Regions from separate parts of the Mus musculus genome. Here all the other regions are linked to region 3. A link is a contact called in public HiCAR-type and HiChIP or PLAC-seq data. All regions are on one chromosome and are shown on one strand. Each heading gives the region's core, a stretch centred on a gene start, on an enhancer-like site or on the middle of the called end of the contact. The rest is flanking DNA. Distances are from core to core; before and after follow the strand shown. Region 1 has its middle 9.4 kb from the start of Gm46502. Region 2 has its middle 35 kb from the start of Gm41312. Region 3 has its middle 13 kb from the start of Abra.

The links. HiCAR-type assays count read pairs that join an accessible place to other places. HiChIP or PLAC-seq counts read pairs in DNA pulled down with a chosen protein or histone mark.
Region 1: a contact with region 3 is called in an H3K27ac HiChIP or PLAC-seq map of embryonic stem cells, with 6 read pairs. The contact joins two enhancer-like sites. A contact is called at or near these places in 4 of 115 datasets of contacts at active chromatin or transcription factors (all in embryonic stem cells).
Region 2: a contact with region 3 is called in a HiCAR-type map of embryonic stem cells, with 3 times the contacts expected there. The contact joins two enhancer-like sites. A contact is called at or near these places in 1 of 484 Hi-C or Micro-C datasets (embryonic stem cells) and 2 of 115 datasets of contacts at active chromatin or transcription factors (both in embryonic stem cells).

Annotation. Positions count from the first base shown.
Region 1 is chr15:41,162,579-41,166,682 of GRCm38.p6, forward strand. No RefSeq gene overlaps it. Among named protein-coding and RNA genes, the nearest start is that of Gm46502, 9.4 kb to the right of the region's middle. Within about 2 kb of position 1,658, at least 50 of the 459 cell types and tissues checked have an H3K27ac peak or open chromatin away from gene starts, as enhancers often do. A contact at or near this core is called in embryonic stem cells, where this site is marked.
Region 2 is chr15:41,350,368-41,354,400 of GRCm38.p6, forward strand. No RefSeq gene overlaps it. Among named protein-coding and RNA genes, the nearest start is that of Gm41312, 35 kb to the left of the region's middle. Within about 2 kb of position 1,879, at least 11 of the 459 cell types and tissues checked have an H3K27ac peak or open chromatin away from gene starts, as enhancers often do. A contact at or near this core is called in embryonic stem cells, where this site is marked.
Region 3 is chr15:41,880,446-41,884,303 of GRCm38.p6, forward strand. No RefSeq gene overlaps it. Among named protein-coding and RNA genes, the nearest start is that of Abra, 13 kb to the left of the region's middle. Within about 2 kb of position 2,291, at least 12 of the 459 cell types and tissues checked have an H3K27ac peak or open chromatin away from gene starts, as enhancers often do. A contact at or near this core is called in embryonic stem cells, where this site is marked.

The sequences.
Region 1 (4,104 bases), core at 408-2,907, 720 kb before region 3:
GCATGTCCTGCACCTTGGAAAGAGCTACTGAACTCATCCCAGGATGAAATGGAAGTCAAAGGGAGGATTTTCAGCTTAACTTAGATGCAGTTTATTCTTTAAGATACTAAGAGTGAGAACAAAACCAATTACCGCAGTATTAGGTAAAAGGTGTTAACTCGTACTTTTACAAAAGATGTTCTGCAGGGTTTGTAGTGGTTAGTGAAAGTTATGTAAGTAGGGGTATGTGTGTGGTTGGGGGAGTGTATGGTTAAATAAATTCAGATGGGAAGTTCAAATAAGTTCATTTCCTTTGGTTGGCCCTGTAAGTAAATTAACTAAGCATTTGGAACTTTGGCTATGGTGGATAAACAAATGTGAAAACGGCTCGCATTCCTTTTTTTCTTTTCTTTCTTAAATTATAAAACTTTCTCTTTGACTGATCATATCCAGGCGCGGTGTGCTCTTCTAGCCACAAGAGGGCAGCAACACTGTATTCTGAACCAAATGCTTCTGTAGATGCGCAAGACTGGCTCCAAATAAGTGATTCTCAAACTGTGGGTCGCGACCCGCAATTTTTTCAAGGGGGCTCCTAAGACCATCAGAAAACACAAACATTTACATTCATGCTACTAGCAAAATTACAGCTATGAAGTAGCAATGAAAATAATTTTATGGCTGGGGAACATGTTACAAGATGAGATACTATATTAAGTGATACCAAAATTAAGTTGAGAATCACTACTCTAAATAATCATACTAACAGTATAATAAATATATGTCCTTCTCCAAATGGCTTTTTGAATTCTGATGGTATTTTATGGCTGAAGATTTTTGAACTAAATGCCTTCAAAATATGTCCGTACAAATGAGACTATAAGAAACATGTAATAATTTTAGTAAGTGAATTTCAATGCCTTAAAGGAGCAAATATTTTAAAGGTTCTTTAAAATTCATTTTTAAAGATCACAATGTTAAAATTACCACAGTGACCTTTCCAATAATTTTTAATGCTCTTAAAGTGAACATGGAAGAGTTAACATTTGTTATGGTTACAGACCTTTTTATTTTAAAAAAAAACCATATTTTAAAACAGTGAAGTCAGTAAATAAGAAAACTTGTGAGGAATAGTTCTAATAACAGACACTGTTTGGATAGCTACCTGTCTGGATATTGAAACTGTTTTTCTTTTCTGTTTAGGATAAAGTAGTTGCATTATTTAGCCACTAGGTGGTGCTGCTCTTTAAATAACTGCCGCAGATACTTTGTAGCCCTACAGGAAGTTCATGTAATTAATGGAGAACCGAGAATTTTTCACAAAAGAACGGAATTGCTTATTCGAACAACCTCAGCCCACAGCAGTTACTCATTTTTATCCTTGAACTTGCTCCTTCCATTTCTCGGGCAACAAAAACAACTGCCATTTTATTACCTTCGACTTTATGAAAGTAAATGAAAACTGTTTCCCAATTCGAAGGGAAGCAGAGAATTCAAAGGATTCACCCACCTAATGGTGTGTTGAAGAGGCCAGTTCAGGACCTTTGGAAAATGCCACCAGACCCCTCCCCTCCTGGAAGAAAAAAGGTCATGGAACACTTAGGCACCCCTCCCCTCCAGAAAGGAGGGGCTAATTAACATTCCTCAGCCAAGGTGGGGCGGGAGACACTGATCAACCTCTACCTGCAGGCTGGGGAGGTCCAAAGGAGGTAAACACATTCTGTAGGACAGACCTACAGACAAGGCCACCTACAGACAAGGGAAGTTCTTGCCACCTCATTCCCCTAGTGACCAATCAGTTTAAAAATTACACTGTTCTGCCAATCACATTGTGACTAATGGCTGCTGCTCCGAAAACTGTATAAAAAACTCCCTGACTGGGCTGCTTGAGGCTGCCTCTCCTTCCGGTGCAGGATGACCCCAAACGCATTGGAACAATAAATTCCTCTTGCTTTTTGCATGCTTCCCCCACTCTGAGTGGTTCAATCAGGGGTCCCCAGTAAGCTAAGGCTCATCAGAGTCTTACAATGCCATCTTCAGATTCCAAAGTAACTAGATGTGCTGGGAGCGCAAACTTAATCCCTATTCATCAAAAGTCGCTCTGTTTAATTTTGGTCGCACAAATGACATCGTTATAAATAAACCTAATATGCTATCAGTCAATTATAAATGTTCAACTATTTCATAATAAAATACATTTCATAGTGGTCACTATTTGTATAGCTGAAAAAAATCCATCCTATTATGAAATATGGCAAAACTGATATGGGTTAATAACGTGTTGTAAAACTACTAATGGATAAAAACGTCTGACACTGAAGTCTACAGAAGCAGTGGGAAGGTTTTAGGTTCATTTTCCTCCTCGTCTAGTCATTAAATTAACCACCTCCAGGTTTTCACCTCAGTCCCCAGCTTGGAGGAAAAACAAAGAACAAGAAACTGCACCCATTTAATTCCAGAAGCTACATACAGCCTTCTTTTGTTGATATTATCAAGGAAAAAAACCTACCACCCCCACCCCCCACCCCACCCCACCTACGCCCACCCCTTCCGCAGTGATGGCTAAGTATCCTTGAACTTCCGTGCTTCCGAACCCATGTAGAAGTTCATGCTGCTAAATTCAGAATTCCAGGCCTTAACAGTCTTGATGAAGCTGACTTGCTACCTTGGCCCTTTCAGCCCTGTTGCTCCTGGGCCGGAGCACCTCTAACCATGGTGGTTGAGGTCCAGAGGCGGCGGTAGCTATGAATGCTGGGGACTGATGGGAGAAGGGTGGACTAGTCAGCTGCGGTGTATGAAAAAAATCAATTAAGTCTGCAGTTATTTCCAGGGGCTGTTTTGACAGTGGGTAAACGTCTACACCTATTTCTCAAGTTGCACCCAAGTTGTATTAGATCTCTATATATTGTTTGAGGCCCTGAAATATATTTTTAGTACTTGAATTCTTGATTATCCAAGTAAGCAAGCCAATTTGTGGTTGTTAAGGGTTTGTTGTTCATTTCTTTTCTTGTCTTTTTCGTTTGTTTTGGTTTGGTTTGGTTTTGGGTCAACTTGACAGAAGCTGGAATTATTTTGGAAGAGGGAACCTTAATTGAGAAGTTGCCATCAACAGATTGGCCTGTGAACAAGTCTGTGTGGGCATTTTCTTGATTAATGATTGACGTGGGAGAGCCCAGCCCTCTGTGGGCAGTGTCAATCCTGGGCAGATAGCCCTGAATGGTCTAAGAAAGCAGGCAGAGTAAGCTATGGAGAAAAAGCCAGTGTGCAGCACCAGTCCACGGTCTCTGCATGGGCTCCTGCCTCCAGGTTCCTGCTTGAATTCCTATTCTAATTTCCCTCAATGATGGACTGTGATGTGGAATTGTAAGCCAAATAAGTTTTCCCCCCACAAGTTGGCTTTGGTTAGTGTTTTATGACAGTGATCAAAATCAAACCAGGATGGCAGTGTAGTAATAAATAATAACTAAAATGTATTGATCATATGTTCTCAGTCTGTGTCCCCTACTCCTCTAAGTGCTTTTCAACAACAAAAGATAATTGCTATGACCACAGTCATTACACAGATAAAGAAGCTAAGTAAGTGCTGATATACATTAATTTCAAAATAATCGTAGAATTTTCTAACAGCTGTGGGTCTCTTTGAAGAGGCACAACCTGGTCAACTTTCTCCAGCTTTTACTGGATAAAGTAAGAAATATGCATTCACATACTGCCCAGACCCATCTTTCTCTCCTTTTCTACTGGAAATGGAACTACACACAGTTCCTCTGCTTGGGTAGCGGCTCCCTGCTACGCTGTCCGCAGAGGGTGATGCAAGGTCAAGCAGTTTCTTCCTGTTCTGGTGTTCGCCACAATTCCTTTCAGTCAGCAGACCATTCCACCTTGCTATAGGGTAGTTGCTACTTTTTTTAAAGATTTATTTATTTATTATATGTAAGTACACTGTAGCTGTCTTCACACACCCCAGAAGAGGGCATCAGATCTCATTACAGATGGTTGTGAGTCATTATGTGGTTGCTGGGATTTGAACTCACAACCTTCAGAAGAGCAGTTGGTGCTCTTAACCACTGAGCCATCTCTCCAGCCTGGTAGTTGCTTCTTGAAGCAGCTGTTGAATGCGACTTGCAG
Region 2 (4,033 bases), core at 629-3,128, 530 kb before region 3:
AGCACATGGTGGATTCTTTTCTCTGCTATTGTCACTGAGAGAGCTGGAGAGTATTAAGTTATTCCACAGCAAGGATCAGGGGCATATCCACTGTGCAGGTGGCATATTTGCATTCTCAGAGGATAACTATTCTAGTTCATAACATATATACCCAAAGGTGAAATGACAATATGTTCATAACAGATATATCTGAAGATGAAATGACAATATGTTCATAACAGATATATCCAAAGGTGAATTGACAATATGTTCTGGACTATTTTTACCAGTAGCTTTCCACATAGGTTAAAGAAAAGACTCTCATGCAAACTTCTCTTCCCTATATATTATGCTCATTTTCTGTCAACTATTGTCTCTCTACAATGCCAGGAGTACTCACGTCATGGAAAGTTTTGAAAAACCCTAATGTCTAGGCCATACATTACCCAAAATATCTGAACATAAAATCTATGAATACCTACTTTCAGTGCTCCCTAATGGCTCCAAGGTACAGACATGATTGAGCTCAAAGTCTTACTGGTTCCTTGCTACTCAAATGGATGGATGAAATTAATCTCATATTCATGACTTGTTAACTTTGTGCACACATGTGAAAGTGTACATGTATCTGTCTTCATTGTTGTATGCATGTGTACATACACATGAGTATAAGCTAGATGCTGATGATGAGTGCTGTTTTTTTTTTTTTTTTTAATTGTTCTCTACCTCAGTTTGAAGGATAGTGGCACACACCAGTTCTGCTTGGAAGCTGATGGTAAGTTCCAGGAATCCTGTTTCTGTCTCCAGTAACAGAGTTATAGGAGCTCACCTCCCCATCAGGCTTCTTGTGTGAGTATTAGGGATTTGAAGAAAGACCCTCATGTTTATGGTATATAAACTGACAACTGACCCATCTCTCCCATCCCTGACTTGAGAACTTGAAAAGTGTCAAATCCCAGGTACACTCTTGAAATTTCTATGTTAAAATCTACAGTTGGAAATATCCTATGATGTCAAATATTCTTAAACTTGAAAACCCAACATTGAGAACATATAATATGTAAAAGATTATATATATGTATATATATACATATATATACCACATTTAATATCCACTGCAGTTATTAAACACATATATCATATAACATAAAAATTAGTCCATTCTTTTTAGTCTCTTGCAATAAAATATATATGTATATGTATTTTATGTACATATATATATAAATCTCATGATGCAGGAGAAAACATTAAAACTGATACTGAGAAAGTTGAGTTTGAAAAACAGGCAATAGAATTTTCTGTATCTTTTTCATAAATGCTCACTGAATGCTTGCAATGTATTCAGTGCTAGAGCACTAAATAATAAAAAAGGGCCTTTATTAGTAAGAAGTGTGTAAAAAAAAAAGATAATATAGATATATTCTAATGTAAGTGCACCAGAGATTAGATAGTTTTATAGGTAGATGATAGATAGGCACTAGCAACTTAAAGTGAAGACATTTAAAAAGATAAAAGTCTAGAATCTGCTTATAAAATAACTCCTTGTTTTATTAAAGCTATAGCTGAGGCCTAAATAGATTTTCATCAGAAAAAAAACAAAAAACAAAAAACAAAAAACAAGGAAAAGACTTGGAAAAAGGGATAAATTATGTCAGAAAAGCAGAAGAATTTCAGACTGCTGGAGAACAAATTAGAAAAGGGACAGAAGAGAGACCCATAGGAAGTAATTACAGACACAAGCATGGACCACTTATGGAGAGTCCTGAAGACCTGATTGGGTTAGGGAAGGTGACCTTTATTTCATGCAGAATGGAAAACTCACTACTAAGACCTACTGATAATGTTTTACTGGAGTAGGAGGAGAAGGTGTGCCCTCCTCCCAGCCTTGAATAGGCTAAACAAAACTCCAAAGGTTTTAGCCTCACCTTATTTGCATTTCCCTACCACAGCCTTGAGGAGTTGATCGCCTGCTGAGCTTGCCTTGCAACAGAAACCAGCTGAAACAAAGAATTGCTCTTTGGGGTTTACCCATATAAAGGCAGAGCTGAAAATAAAACTTTGACCCTGGATCAGAAATCTTTGTCTTGCCTTAATTCTCTAGCCTATCCCTTCCCTTTTTCATACACATCCTTCCTTTCTGGTGTACCCAGTTCTCCATGGCTTCTGGAAAGCTACGGGAAAGGAGAGAGGAGGGAAGGGAAGAATTCAGGATATAGAAAGAACATGAGAGAAGGGGGAGTGGAGGGGAGGGGAGGGGAGGGGAGTGGAGGGGAGGGGAGGGGAGGGGAGTGGAGGGGAGGGGAGGAGAGGGGAGGAGAGGAGAGGAGAGGAGAGGAGAGGAGAGGAGAAGAGACAAGCTTTTATGAGTTCTCCTAGCCTTCAGGCAATGGTGCAAAGATCCATGCCCATTCCATTTTATGCTTTTGCCACATTAAAACAAAAACAAAACAAAACAAAAAGGAAAAAACAAAACAAAACAAAACAAAAAAACAAATCATGGTTCCCCAAGCTACATTATGGGAGAAAACAACCCTGAGCTTCACATGTCAAGAGCATTTTTGTGCTGTGTGACTAGGGAACATAGCTTTTTCATTCATTTTTCTTTAGTTTTAATACTGGGGGAGGGGCTACTTCTAACTGCACAAGAAACTGCATTCAATAAGGACAACCGCCAGGTTCAGTGACTAGTTGGATACCTAAAGTTAAACTTTTAACTAAAGTTAAATTTTTGACTTTTGCTAGTGGCTGTCTATAGGACAAGATACAAAGTTCACATCATCAGATCTCTCTACAACTCTACTCTTTTTTTTCCCACTGTCACTGTTAAATACTACTATTGCTAAAAGACTTCTGATAGTGTCATTTTTGAACCACAAACCACACCAGATATTCTGCAGATCCTGACACATCCTCACTTCTCTATGACACCAGATCCTAACATCCCAACACAAGCTTGGAAAATAGCACTATGGGTTAACAGTACTGCTCAGCCTCACTGTGACCACTTCAACCATGTAAATTAGTTTGATTGTGTGAAGTGATGGTAAGAGCTAGAGTCCATACATCTTACATAAATTGGATGGATGGTATCCTAAGCATATAAAACAAGTATCAGAAATGTGGAACCCTGATGAAATGGGTTCTTCCACACCAATTTAGAATTTTCCTACATTCATGTAAAAGACAACATGTCTCTTACACAAACAACAACAAAAACCATAGTAAAACTGCCTATCTTACTTACTGATGAAGGGATTCTCATCAGCACAGAACCTTTTTGTCAGTGTTTCAGGAGTGTCTTAGTTAGGGTTTTACTGCTGTGAACAGACACCATGACCAAGGCAAGTCTTATAAAAAACAACATTTAATTGGGGCTGGCTTACAGGTTTAGAGGTTCAGTCCATTATCATCAAGGTGGGAGCATGGCAGTATCCGGCAGGCATGGCACAGGAGTAGCTGAGAGTTCTAAGTCTTCATCCAAAGGCTGCTAGTGGAAGACTGACTTCCAGGCAACTAGGGTGAGGATCTTATACCCACACCCACAGTGACATACCCATTCCAACCGGGTCACACCTATTCCAACAAGGCCACACCTTCAGATGGTGCCACTCCCTGGTCCAGGGATATACAAACCATCACAAGGAGCAACCTCATATACACTATGTGATGTGACATAAACAGCAGTTCCAAAAAGTAAATGTCCATGAACCCATTCCACAGACAAAACAGATATCACAGTGTTATTTAATTGCTCACAGACAGTAAGGAACTGTCCTTCCAGAAAAGCTTTGTGGGTTTTGAAGCACTCATTCTCAAACAACATGCCTATCTTGTCTCCTACCCAGTCTAATCTTGAGGTTTTCCTGTCAGGAGATTCACTGCTTGAAGATATAACAACCCCTTGCCCCCTAACACACACACACACACACACACACACACACACACACACACACACACACACGAGCTCCCTATTGCTGTTTTTCTTGACTCTGATTTTCTGTCAAGGTTGTACTTCCTGTTCTAGAAATGAATTCTCTTGTAGCCCAGGTTAGCT
Region 3 (3,858 bases), core at 1,041-3,540:
AAAATACTTTCTTAATTCAAGAGGAAAAAATATCAGGGCACAGTAACAATCAAAAGCAAAATCAAACTCTGACTGTCCAGTGTCTGGGATCTACTCATGATCTTCTGGGCTCCTCCAAGGGCTTAGGTCACTCACTTCTCCAGCTCTGCCATTTGTAACATAGCTTTTCTTCTAGGCTCCAGCTGCCTGTATTCCACTGCTGTTAGTGTTCTTGGTGATCATCTCATACTACTGGCATCTCCAAAACACTGCAACTAGGCTTCACCAATAGCCTCTCATAGGCTCATGTTTCCAGATGACAGGGGTAGATAAGTCAGGAAAGAGGTGTGGGACATTGGTCATTCAATATTACACTACTCTAGATAGGAATGAGAAGTACTGGTGTGGGATCGCATAGGCAGGAGACTGTAGAGATCCATGGTATACATTTCTAAAAGCTAGAGGGGAGGAAGGGCAGAAAAATGACCAAAATACTTTGACTGTATGTATGTAATTGTCAAAGACTAAATATAAAGGCATCATAGATTTCACCATAAAGGGATGATGAATAGTTGAGAAGACAGACATGTTTACCTGGATTTATGGATTACACAATAAATATGTCTATGGATACATTCATGGTACGTTTCACTACGTTTATGATTTAATGTATCAGCTAAAAAGAAGTTCTATGGGTACAGATATATTTATGTGAAAGCTATAAAATCATTGGAAGCTAACTGATCCATCTTTTGAGCCACAGAGCAGACTATATTATAAATAGATCAAAGAGTTAACCAGAAAATATAAAAATCATAATTACACTAGAAAAAATAATATCTTTATAAATATGGAGTGGGATAATCTTTTAAAACATGATTCAAAAATCAGAAACTATAAAAAAAAAACTTGGTAAATGTTGCTATACATATCAAACATGGGGAATGGGGGGAGAAAAGCTATAGTCAAAGCCAGAAAGCAAAACACATGAAAGAACACTTCAACTAATTAAACAAGAACAATCTCTCATAAGACGATAGAAATGGATGAGAAAAAAAAAGCTAACTTCCAGCAAAAAATTGGATAAAAATATGAACAATGAGTTCATTGGAAAAGAATTACGCATGACTCTTAAACACATGAGAACATGTTCACTATTACTCGGAAAAGGACAAATGAATATTAAAAATTACATGAGATCATCATTCTTCTTGGAATCAGAGAGACCCACGACCACAGCAACTTTTATCTGACCTCTGCTGCTATGAGTAACCTGTGGGAAAACCAGGTTCACTGTCCCTGTGGTGTAAACAAAACCATGATGAAAGACAATCTGGCAGTACTTGTCAAACTTACACATATATCCTAGAAATTCCTCTTCTGGGAAATTATCCAAGGGCTTCAAATGCTGTTTGTACAAAGTTATACATTACAACATTTTTCCAGATGGTAAAGTATTGAAAACAACTTAAATCTCCTATAGGGGGCTGATTCAGTCACCATCTAGTCTCCAGAATAGACGACCTCAGTAGCACAAACAGACACAAAAGAGTAACTTTCTGTCAGTTACCTGATAAGAAGTTCCAAGATATTCAAAGTGAAGAAAGCTCTCTGTATACAATGTCTTACATTAAAGGAACAGAAGCGACCATGTGCCACAGCCCGTGCCACGGCCATCGATGAAGCCAAGAGGCTTGAGGAAGGTGAGAGTAAACTTGGATCATGGCAGCCACAGAGGAAGCCACCCATTAGTTAACTTCCACGTGCCAATTGTCACTTTTCTCAGGGCTACCCACCACCCCTCAGCTCAGCTCACTTGAAGACCATGGAGACTGACACTATTCTCTTTTGTATTCCTTCCTCCAAAAGCAATAATAATAATACACATACTATACAAATACTTGTTTAATAAATGAATGCATGGATAGAAATAATTGTGGGAAGCAAGACTGCACTGGGTAGCCTAGGATATTTCAATAATAAAGTAATTTGAAAAGTGAAATAGCAAGAATAAATGATAGCTGGGCCTCAGATTTACCTCGTTTCCCATTCTCCCTTCCCCCATATTGTGTAATTAATAATATTTAATCTCATTTCCAGGACTGTTGTTGATTAGGCCAGGACTGAGAACATTCCAGTTGTCCTGAAATTCCAGAGGGCACCCTGTACCACTCTTTAGACCAAAGAGTCACAGGGATGTTTCCAGATAGCTCTTGCCTTTGTTACAACCCTTTCATATTCTCAGGTCACCCCAGGCTCACAGTCTCTTTCTTCAGCCTCTACTGTATCGCTATTACCATTTCAATGAGTGTTCACTGAGCTACAGGTTAGCACCCTGAGTTGCAAAGGTGAATGCAGAGTCATCTGTGCCTCCCCAGTCAGAGCAATTTAGTGGAGAAAACACCAATTGGTACTAGTTACAAGGGACAATAGGAGTGAACCTCAGACACACACATGATTCTGTGTTAGCTTGGTAGGGCCAACTGTATTAAGTTACCACTACTTGCTTACTTAGGTCAGAAACTACTCTTTCCCAGCTCTGGGGGTGGAAAGTGTATAAGCGGGTGTCTGCAGAGCTGCGCCCCCTCTCAAAGCTGCTCAGAGAACTGTACCTTGCCTTTCCCAGCTTCTCGTGGCTCAATCTTCCTGGAGTGATGACTGCATCACTTCCTGTCCTTCTCTGTGTTGACAAAGGCTGTCTTAGTCAAAGGACATTTTGGGGGTCTTATTCAAAGGACACTTTCCACCACTGAGGGCTGATAGTACAAGAATGGTTGCGGCTGGAGATTTTTAATTTCATTATATCTCCAAAAACCTCTTTGTTCAGCAGGTTTCCCATTCACAGACTGACACGTGGATGTCCGTGTGGAGGGTAACCATTCACCCATTTAGTAAGGGTGGCCTCTTACCATCTTTCAGTATCATACTATGCTTATACTTTTTCATAGATTACAGCACTTTATCAAATGTTAGGTTAAATTAAAATAACAGATGTGAAATCTTGCTTGCGTCTCAATCTTATGCTCTAAGACCTAACATTTCACCAACCCTTTCAACAAAACAAAAGGGACAAGCTAGTGTGAAGAGATGATGAGAGAATATCTCTACTAAATAAGATTCTGACACTGATAGCAAAGGCTGTCAGACACTAAGATATGATAAAACATCCTGTATAATATTTTAAATGTTCCCTCTGTATTTTCTAGGTAGGTTTTGAGTTGAATTAGGACAAGCTTACTAGATAGCTGTGTGACCTTGGGCATGTTACTGAACCTCTCCCTGCTTAAGTACCCTGTCCAAACGGGAGCCATGAATACACATTGGACAGCATTGGATGGCAACATTGTAAAGATTAAATGAGGCGTAGAATGTAAAGATGTCCGGACAGCTCAGTAAATTTGCAGAGAGATTAGCTTCTGTAACAGGAGACTCTCAGGTTTTCAACATGCGGAGATACAAGAAACCAGGCATCCTGCTCTTTCTGTCTTTATCTTCCTGGAGTTAAGTAAGCGCTGTAGGCAATCTCATTGCAGGATGCTAGCTAGCATTGCTTCAAAGACTTGCAAGCCACCTGACAGACAATTGGAAATTCACTATTTTAAGACATTGGACAAAAGTCTGAGGTATGTTAATTTCAGAGTTTCAGAGCCCTCTGACTGGCTTATCTCTTGGGGGTCCCTGCCTCCCCACCATGAGTAGAGATTAAAGCTCTCTCAAAGAGTCAAAGGAAGCTGTGTGGGAAGGTATCTTTGTTTCACATCTGTCAGTCATTTAACACCACTCATACCCCACAGGGAGACTGGAGAGGCTGCCTGAGAGCTAAATTTAAGCTGTTAAGGGTCTAAACACATTTTAGAAGGGGCAGATAACAGCTTCCTG